Regions from separate parts of the Mus musculus genome. Here region 1 is linked to region 2. The links are chromatin contacts, called in public promoter capture Hi-C maps. All regions are on one chromosome and are shown on one strand. Each heading gives the region's core, a stretch centred on a gene start, on an enhancer-like site or on the middle of the called end of the contact. The rest is flanking DNA. Distances are from core to core; before and after follow the strand shown.

Region 1 (5,096 bases), core at 936-3,435, 2.8 Mb before region 2:
AGCTTCCTGCTTTTTTGGAGATAATAAGTTTAGCTCAACTATACTTGTGGATGCTTCATGTACCTAAGATGAAAATTTTCTGAACTTTGATTCTCTATTTTCATTTTGACATTTCTTGCCAACGTTAACAGTATGATTAGAAAACCCCTTTTGTATTTGGTTTAGAAATTAGTTTGGCATTGTGGTGATGGACACAGTACATTCAGGTTCTTTGCAATGAATATATAGTAAGGGTGGGATTAAATAAAAGAGTAGGAGCTGGCAAGATGGCTCATTTACTAAAGTGATTACTGTGTTGGTATAAGCCTTAAGTAAGTCCTCAGCAGCCACATAGAAAGCTCCACATAAAAAGCTTGCAATCCCAGCTTTGGGAAGGCAGAGCTAGGCAGATCCTTGGAGCTTGCTGGCCTAGCATAACAGCCCCAGGTCCCAGTGAGAGACAAAAACAAGGTGGATGCCTCCCGAGTAACCCCATTGTCATTTAGCCTTAAAAATGAACACACACGCATACATGACATCATTGACATTTAGCTTTAAAAATGAATGCACATACACCCAACAATCTGCAGATTATATTGATGCAGCTTTTCTTTGTATACTTTTGTTTAAAATGTTAATTTCTTTGCCAAGCTTGGTGGTACACCCTTTAATCCTGACACTTGGGAAGCAGAGGCAGGCAGATATCTTGAGTTTGAGGCTTGCCTGCACTACAGAACAGATAGAACTACACAGGGAAAGCCTGTCTTGAAAAACAAAACAAAGTTAATTGCTTTGACATCTCTAAATGCAGGTCTTTTCTAAGTAAAAACTGACCTAAAACTAAGTTCATTGAATAACTGATTTGATTGAAAGTTGCTCCAGATTTGTTTTTCCTGGCTAAGTTTGTAGAATTTTTTTCTCAAAGGAAGCAGTCCAAGAGATCGAATGCTGAAAAGTCAAGGTATTCGTCTCCTGTGCACTAGGAAATCCATACCAATTATTTGTTACTTTTATCTCTTTAGTCGTCATCATACTTTTAGAACTCATAAACAGACTATCCAAAGAATTGCCGTGCATTGACAATTTAAGAAATGTTTCTATGTCAGGGTTTCTCTGTATAGCCCTGGCTGTCCTGGAACTCACTTTGTAGACCAGGCTGGCTTCGAACTCAGAAATCCTCCTGCCTCTGCCTCCTGAGTGCTGGGACTAAAGGCGTGCGCCACCATGCCCGGTGGCTTTTTTTTTTTTTTTTAATTCTAGGTTTTGTTTGGAGATTGGGTGTTACATAGAGGCTTGACCTCTAACTTGGCTATAGCCAAGGATGACCTTGAACCTCTTGATTTCCTACCATCACCTACCAAGCCCATTTAATTCCAGAGGCTAGGAAAGAGATCTGCCGTTATAAGTCATTCTGAGAGTTTCTGAGATGCCTCAGTGGGTAAAGGTGTCTGCTGCCACACCTAACAGCTGAGTTTGATCTCTGAGATCTACGTGGTAGAAGCAGAAAACAGGCTCCTGCAAGTTGTCCTCTCACTCCACATGGGCGTTGTGGCATGTGTGGATTTTCATGCATAAACACAAATAAAACGTAATAAAGCATTTTAAATGACTTTAGGAGGCCAGGGTAACTGATATCAAATTTTAATACAGTTGCTGTGAGAAAGGAGGATTGTTGACCTATGTCCAAAATAATATTCAGTTCATTTACAACCAGATTCTGTAATAGTTTGATGCTATTAATTTACTTTTTGGAATGGGAAAACTATACAAGCAAGCAAAAAGGCCAAGACAAACTCTTAAGAGCAGTTAGGTGGGAGAGACTGTTTTAGAGTAAAGTAAAGCTCTCATGACAATTGTCTTAGTTAGGGTTTTACTGCTGTGAAGAGACACTATGATCAAGGCAACTCTTGTAAGGACAACATTTAATTGGGGCTGGTTTACAGGTTCAGAGGTTCAGTCCATTATCATCAAGGCTGGAGCATGACAGCATCCAGGCAGGCATGGTACAAGCAGAGCTGAGAGTTCTACGTCTTCATCTGAAGACTGCTAGCAGAATACTGGCTTCCAGGCAGCAAGGATGAGGGTCTTAAAGTCCACACCCACAGTGACACCTATTCCAACAAGGCGGCACCCACTCCAACAGGGCCATACCTTCTAACAGTGCCACTCCCTGGCCCGAGCATATACAAACCATTACAACTGTGTACCTTGGATTCAGAGATAAGGAAGTCAAGTCATGCTTGTGTGCTTCAACTATGAGGAAGTGGTGTTGCAGATAGCCCGAGAAAGTGCTTTATAGGAAATGGTGCTGAACAAGTTGTTTTTCATAAGGACAGGAAAGGAAGTTGGTTACCATATACACCAAGTACCCAGAGATTTAGGACATGAATATGAACGGGTGTGTTATACTTTTGAAGAAAACATAAGAAACTGTCTTAAGTGATCTCAGTCTGCTGAAAAAGTTTATACAAAAGAGATAATTATAAAAAAGTTTGTTCTTAGAGGTATGTGTTGGTAAAAGTGATGAAAGCTTCAGATTGCATGGTTTCCAGTTAATCTGGTCATGTGGCAAAAAGCAAATATCACCTCATCTTGCTACATTTTACTTTCTCTAGAGTTTAGTGTTAGCTGGTGGATCTGGTTGGTTTTGTTTTGTTTTAAACTAGATTTATGCATTAAATTTTTTTTTAATGCGTACTTTGCCTGCATGTATGTCTGAGGGCAACTTGCATGCCTGGTGTCTTTGGAGGCTAGAAAAAGGTATTAGCTCCCCTGGAACGGGAGTTCCAGATGGTTGTAAACCACCATATGGGTGCAGAGCCATCTCTCTAGTCCCCACCTGGCTGTTTAGTATTTTAAGGCTTTCTGCATCTCTGCCTTGGCAATTGGGGTTTCAGATGTCCCAGTGACTTGAAACCAGCTCATGCTGGGTGTTCTTGATTTTCTTTATTTTCTCTTTATTGCCAATCAGTGTAGGCTGTTTCTAGAGGTTCAAGACTTTGCCACTGTGATTTATTGTATGAATACTTCATATTTTGCTTTATATTTCATCACACCTAGTTATTAGTGTAGAAGCCCCTCTTAAAACTTGGGATGTGGAGCCAGGCGTGGTGGCGCACGCCTTTAATCCCAGCACTTGGAAGGCAGAGGCAGGCGGATTTCTGAGTTCGAGGCCAGCCTGGTCTACAAAGTGAGTTCCAGGACAGCCAGGGCTATACAGAGAAACCCTGTCTCGAAAAACCAAAAAAAAAAAAAAAAACTTGGGATGTGGAAATGGTGCAGTAGGAATGGTAAGCAGTAGGAATATTTTTAATGGCATGTGTATTCCATTTTCAGTTGTGTTCATCATGGCATAATTTTACAGACCCAGTCATACTCCTCTGCCCCTACCATAGCCTCTCCACTTCCTGCTGGTTGTTCTTTGTTATCTTGCTCTAAGACAAGTTCTTGCTACATACATACAGTTCAGACTAACCTGGAACTTGCTCTATAGGTCTCAGTTGTAGTCTTCCTGCCTCTGATTTCTGAGTGGCCACTGTGCCCATCAGGGTGGGGTTTTTTCATCAGGGTATCTGGTATCCAGACATACTTTCCTGGGGCCCAGGTTGTTTCCTTTCTTGTTGTTGATGGAACACTGACAATGTCTCTTACCTTTCCCAAAACTTGTTACTATGATTAATGGTTATTATTTTATGAGATTGCCAGGGATGGTAGGGGCAAGGGTAGCTGCTGGGTCAGCCTGTACTCAGGTTTGATAAAGCAGTGATAGATCGTCCCAGGCTGATGGCGACTAGGTTTGCCCCAGGATGACTTCTCATGTCACTCTTGAGACCATTCTCCATTGTCACTTCTGGTTCAACTCATTTTCTGTTTTCATGATCTTGTTAGATGTAGTAGGCACACTGCTTTGGCATCACTAAGGAAGACCTTCTTCCATTGCAGGAGAACAGTTAACTGACGACCTGAGCTTATCAGAAGCTCCACAGTCCTTATCTTTTGGCTGAGTACTGAACATTTAATGGGAAACATGGTGTAGTGGCTATTCCTGGTTGTCAACTTGACTATATTTGGAATGAACTACAATCCAGAATTGGAAGGCTCACCAGTGACCCTATTCTGGAGGCTGGGAGATAGAAGTTTCTGATCTGGATCTTGGTATGGAGATCTTGAGGCATAGAGGCTTTGGATTCCAGAAGATTAAGACAGGGAGATCTTCGAGTTCAAGGTCATCGCATGCTTGCCTTGTGGGACTGAGTAACTGCTAGATCCTTGGACTTCCATTCACAGCTACTACTGAACCATTGTTGGGAATTGGACTGCAGACTGTAAGTCGTCAATAAATTCCTTTACTATATAGAGACTATTCATAAGTTCTGTGACTCTAGAGAACCCTGACTAATACACATAGGTAGCTAGTGTGCCTGTTTAACCCAGGGCAGGACTCCTCTAGTGTAAAGCCCCAAACTGCATTGAGCACAGTCCTGTTTGCTCTGTGGGGAGGTCTGAGGCTTCCTCTGCTTGTTGCTGCTGCATCATGTCAACAACCTTGGCTTCACAGGTGTCAGATTTCCAACATGGCTTTCCATGCCAGTCTTTCTCTTCCTCTTATGTTACAGTAAATCTCGTCTAATCTTTTCTTACTATGTCTCTCAGAGGACCCAGTTGATGCATCCTTCTCTAGTTATTTACCTCATTTCCTCTGATTGAAATGAGGATGTTAAAAAAAATTGCATTTAGTATATTTGTGTATGGGGGAGGCAACTTGTGGGAGTTGCGTCTTTCCTTCTATCATGTGGATCCCAGGAATCAAGCTCACGAGCTCAGGGCATCAGACTTGGTGGCAAGTGCCTTAACATGCTGAGCCATCTCCTCCAACCATTCTTTCTCAACTTGTCTGTTTTGGTTCTCCCCATTATTTCATAGTGATTGTCTCTCTCCATCTGGGAGTCCTGCTTCCGCTCTAGTGCCCACTGGGAGAGAATGGCAACGCCTACTCAGTTGTTTTCACACCGCTGACGTTTAAGTCCTTCACTTAGCGTTTTTCAGAGGAGAGATAATAGAGACAGTATTGTCTGAGATGAGATCAGTCAGTAGTCACTCTAGTAAGGGATAAATGA
Region 2 (5,402 bases), core at 323-2,822:
AGAACTACCACAGGATCCAGTAATTCCACTATTAGATATATATCCAAAGGAAACTAGCATGTTAAAAAGATGTTTACAATCTTGTTTACTATAGCACCATTCACAATAGCCCAGATATGTAATCAACTAAGTGTCCACCTAATGAAGAATGGATTTAAATTTTAAAAAGTTCCATTGTAACAGGAGAGTCAGTAGAAAAACAAGAGTGCAAAATTCAGGTAGGTGAGGAGATGTATTGGTAAGAGCTTGTGGAAGGTGTGTTTGAATTACTTCTTCCAACTAAGTGAAATGGAACCTAAGGTGATCCACTGTGAGGAAGTATCAAGGAATTTGAATTTTAAGAGCAGATACAGCCAGGTGGTGTGACCCCTGCCTTTAATCCCAGCACTTGGGAAGCAGAAGCAGAGGCATTCGAATCTCTGTCCTTTCAAGGACAGTCAGGACATAAAAGAAAAATCCTATCTCAGAAGGGGTCAGGGTTCAGAGAAATAGCTTATCACATAAAGGCTATAAGGTTTACAAACAAAATTTTAAGAGGAGAGGGGGAAAGGTTACAGAATGTTGGTTTTTTTTGTTTTTTGTTTTTGTCTTTAAGAAAACTCAAAGAATATAAAGCAACTTTGGATAGTAGCCCACTTTAAATTACTAACTAGTGGCCCAATTAAAACAACAAAAGATAGCATATTAATGAATATAGTCATCCAGGGCAAGGTTACTAGATGGCTGTTGTAAAGATGATAGTGTATCATGAGGTACAGTTAGGTAATTTTAAGGATGTAGAGAGGACCTGTAGTTTACAACATCAGATGTAAATCAGAATAAACACCGCCCCAATGTATTTTTTTACTCATAAGGAATTTTTAAGTCTTAAATTGCTTAACCTGTAAATTACCAACGGAGAAGTGGTACAGGATGCAGCTTTGTTGTTGGAATAGACAGAACACGGTAGCATGCTCCTAGGTTAAAGGTGTCAATAACGCGAAGATGTCAACTCCCCCCAAATTGTCCTCTTTTATCTTAATTAACATCTTAAAGGCGACAAAAACTCTGTCGCACTTGATGAGGAAATTCTAGACCTATACAGAAATATAAAGATCCAGAAATAGCAAAGGCTCATAGACTATATGCTAATCGTCAAACATAGAGCAGGCAGGTGGAGACGCGGGAACGTAACACGCAGGCCCTTCGTGAATTTCTCGCGTCACATACATACACATTCCAAGTCAAAAAGAATATTCTAAATGGGAGGCCACCTTATAAATTACAGTAATTTCAATATATAGTTTAGCTGATAGAAATCTACTTCATTCTTTTTAACAAAAAGTTCCTTCCAACCCCGCCCCTCGGCTTTTTCGGGAAAAAACAGGTAGGTTCTAGAACAGCATTGGCCCGAGAGGCCGAGAAGCGCGAGACCTCCAGTTCGTAAGGCGTAAGCGTCCGATCTAGGGGGTACCTGGGTCCCCCAAACCCGCGAGCTGCCATCCTCCTTGACAGAAAACTGGGGCCTTTGCCAGTCAGAGCCGGTTTCAACTCACTTCAGTCCTCCGGCCTCCTCAGCGCTCTCGTCAACACAGCCAAGCCGCGCTGTTTACGCGCGCTGCTCGCTGATTGGACCAGCTGCGCCCACCGCAGCCAATCAAAAAGCGCTTCCGGCAGCTGACGGACAAAAGCTGCGCCGCGGCTCGGGGAAACCTAGTTCACTCGGTCGTCGCGTCTCTTCTAACGCCTCGGACGACATGGCGACCGAGAGTGGGAGCGATTCGCAGCTGAGGAGGAGAAGGCGCCGAGACCCAGAGGGATCAGAAAAAACGGAACTGAGCGAGCGAGAACCGGCCCTGGCAGTGGCGGGGAGCGAAGAAAATGATGATGAGAATGAAGAGCGCTGGGTCGGGCCTTTACCGGTGGAGGCAACCCTTGCCAAGAAGAGGAAAGGTAGCAGCGGAGAGCCCGCGAGCAAGCTGGACGGCTACTCCGGCCGAGTGGGAGGGTTGATCTCAAGCACGCCCACGGGCGGGAGTGAGATTGTGGGTTTGTGCACTTAGAACGGACGATCTTCACTGCATTTCCTCCCTAAAGAGTGAATTGGTGTTAGTATGGCGTGTTAAAAAAAAAAAAAAAAAAAGGAACACCGTTGATTCCTGACTGTCAGAGATGATACAAACTAGTGCTTGTCTGTATTTCTGTGTTTGGATGCTTTTTTTGACCTCATAGCTGCTGTGTGAAGTTGGAATTCCTAATATTGATTGAGCAGGTGTGGGAAGGAGCTCTCAGAATCATAAACACTTAAGCTTTCAACCCTGACTCGTCTAGTAATGAATTTTCAAACTCAGGGGAAGTTGCTTAAGCTAGCTGGATATGAAGCCATACTCGAGACAATATAGTAAAGTTTTGCCACTAACGTGAATAATAACAAGATTTTATAATATTAAAGTTTGGTAAAGAGATAATATTTACTGTTTTAAAGACTGTTCTAGGAACTTTTTCATAAATGTCTTAGGGTTGTGTGTGTGTGTGTGTTCGTTCGCTCACGCGTTAATCTCAATTCTGACTGTGGAACTATTTAAAAATCTTTTATTTTCAGAACAAAGCCCAAACACCTTAACATGGATTATGAGGCAGTTTGTCTCTCTTTATTTCCCCAAGCAGGACTCCCAATTCTGTCCATTCTCAAAACCCTACCTTGTCCTTGAGCAAGGGCTCCTCTACGTTCCTGTCCAGATACTGTGAAGTGTCTCTATCTGGAGTCATTTCTCTCCTTTAACCATGCTAGCTTTTTAACAGGTCTAGGTTTTAGGTCAGTGCTTTTTGAACATTGGATAGTGACACCCTTTAGTTAGCTCCTTACTTTTTCTGCCCAATCCTGCTTTTGCCTTCGAGGCACTTACTACTTTTTGTAGTTGTGTGTTTACTCATGTGACTTCCTGAACACTACTAGCCTAATCATGTAAGAACAAGGATCTTGTACTTTCGGCTCCAACACTTCAATACAGTGTTTTGCATACAAGTTTAAATGAATATTTTATAACATTTGTGCTGTTATTATTTCACCTAAATATTACTACAAGAACTGCTTAGGTGGAAAGAATGGAAGGATAATTTAGGAAGGAAAACGAAACAAAATGAAAAAGAAAAACCAAACTTTGAAATGCTGACATAGGAAACAAGTGTCTTATGAACAATAGAGTTGGGACAGGAATAGGTATATCATGTGAAAAATCTTTTCCCTTAGCCAGATTTTTTTTTTAAGCCAACCAATGGAGTTTGAGTTTGAGGGAGGATGACAGGTGCTTAGTGATTTAAAATTTTTGGAAATGTAGGCAAGATTAGACTTTTGTGTGTATATGTTCACAATGATATATGGTTGTTTTATAGTACTTTGAGTTAAGCTATTTTTTAAACATTTATTATTATTATTACTATTATTTTATGTGTAAGGGTGTTTTGCAGGCATGTATACTATGTGGGTGTCAGGTATATTATGTGTTGGTGGGACCAGAGAGGTGGGAACGCTTATACTTAGTACAAGAGTGGAGGGCAGAGGACAATGTCACCTTGTAGAGTTGGTTCTCTACATCCACCTTTGTGTGGATTCCAAAGATTGAACTCAGGTTGCCAGAGGCAAGCATTGTTACTCGGAGCCATCTTGCCTGTCTTAAAATAAACTATTTCCTAAGGAAAATAATTATGTCTTTCTCTTCTTTCTGTGCATGTTCCCTTGAATATATTTAAATGAATTAGTGAACAACAAAAGCAATCTGGAATATAGGAAAATATTCACTACAGAAAATTCCAATAAACAACAGCATTAAAAAGATACTGGAGTACCACTTTTATGAAATAAGCAGCCCAGGATTGGTGTGACTCCAATGTTCCTAGGCACGTCCTGCCCTAAGATGACTGGTATATGGCCCTCATTTTCATTGTCCTGGGCTCTTAGAATTAATGCTGTAATCCTAATTAATACCTAGCTCCAAGCTGAAAAACTGAAGAAGGGAAGAAAGGAAAACTTTTTAAGAATGTGTATGTATATATGTGTGTGTGTTTATATACATATACGTATATTATCACAAAATGCTAATCCTAACCCTTACTATACAGTTACTACAAGAACCCAAGAAAGGCCATTTTAAGAAAATTTTACTAGGCACACATAAAAATGGGGATTCTGTTACTAAAAAAAATTTGAAAAGCAATTTGTCATACATAATTTTGAGTGTGCCACATAGCAGTAACAAGAACCTAATAGTTGGTCATGTTTAATTTGCTAGCTTTATATAGGCAAGTTTGATCTTTTTATTTGGAAACAGTGCATTTTCTAAAAATTGATCATGGCTCATCATAAAATTAAGATTTTTTTTTTGATGATCATCGATTTTCCATTTTTCTAGGTGTTATACTTTAGAAAACTATCTGAAAGGCACTCAAGTAGATTTGCTAGGATTTTCTCAACTATAAACAGCTAAGTGTTTTGTTTGTTTTTATGTTTCAGGTCTTTATACTGACTCTTTAATAGAGGAATAATGTCTTTAAACATACATCTTACAAATAGCTGTCAGCTTTTGTTACATTAACACTTACTACTAGTTTCTATATGGTTATAGAAATCATTTCCGTAAAGCTTTATATTTCTTTACACATTCATATTAAGCCAGAACCATTCACAGTTATCAAAAACTTTGAACCAGGAGCTAGAAGCTCAGTTGTGAGAAGACTTGCTGATCCTGCAAAACACCTACATTTGGTTCTCAGGACCCACAGGAAACAGCTCATAAACCAGCTGGAATTCTATTTCAGATTCATTCACCATCCTCTGCTGGCCTCATTGGGTTCCTGCCTGTACACACCTGACAGACACTGCAGCAGACATAAAGTCTTTGAAACAGTTTTTATATAATCCCAGGGAACCTGACATACTAACTTCTGAAGTAATAAAAGTTATAACTGGTATTAACAAATACTGGATTTTCGTATCCCATATGTTTATTGAAAGAAATTAAAATGTAGAAGGTAATATAAAAATTTAGAAAATTCTAAATAATCATGTTAATTTCATTCACTAAAAATACTTTTGACCCCCTCCCCCAGTTCTGGAGTTCGAAAGAGTCTACCTTGATAATCTCCCCAGTGCATCCATGTATGAGCGCAGTTACATGCACAGAGATGTTATCACACATGTGGTATGTACCAAGTAAGTGTGTCATACTTTGTCCTTTACATTTTACATTTATCTTATACGCATGAGTGTTTTGAATGTGTTTCTGCACCACCTGCATGCCTGATACCTACAGAAGCCAAAAGAGTGCAATGAATCTCTCAGAATCAGCATTACAGACCTTTGTAAAGTGTAAACTGCCATGTAGGTGCTAGGAATTAAACTCAGGTCCCCTGAAACAGCAGCCGGT

What was found. Promoter capture Hi-C pulls out the DNA fragments that hold promoters and counts their contacts.
Region 1: a promoter capture Hi-C map of pre-B cells shows a contact between it and region 2, with 8 times the contacts expected there. The contact joins the enhancer-like site here to the promoter of Cenpk in region 2. A contact is called at or near these places in 7 of 39 promoter capture datasets (cranial neural crest, hematopoietic stem and progenitor cells, hippocampal neurons and 3 more), 1 of 484 Hi-C or Micro-C datasets (B cells) and 3 of 115 datasets of contacts at active chromatin or transcription factors (astrocytes, bone marrow-derived macrophages and large pre-B cells).

What each region holds. Positions count from the first base shown.
Region 1 is chr13:106,995,955-107,001,050 of GRCm38.p6, reverse strand. The region is part of intron 1 of Kif2a (kinesin family member 2A); the gene reads left to right. Among named protein-coding and RNA genes, the nearest start is that of Kif2a, 24 kb to the left of the region's middle. Within about 2 kb of position 2,185, at least 101 of the 459 cell types and tissues checked have an H3K27ac peak or open chromatin away from gene starts, as enhancers often do. A contact at or near this core is called in bone marrow-derived macrophages, hematopoietic stem and progenitor cells and pre-B cells, where this site is marked.
Region 2 is chr13:104,225,136-104,230,537 of GRCm38.p6, reverse strand. It overlaps Cenpk (centromere protein K), which reads right to left and starts at 1,572. Exons shown (of 10, transcript NM_001377093.1): 1 at 1,536-1,572. Ppwd1 (peptidylprolyl isomerase domain and WD repeat containing 1) reads left to right here and starts at 1,694. Exons shown (of 11, transcript NM_172807.4): 1 at 1,694-1,932; 2 at 5,086-5,188. The coding sequence starts at 1,737.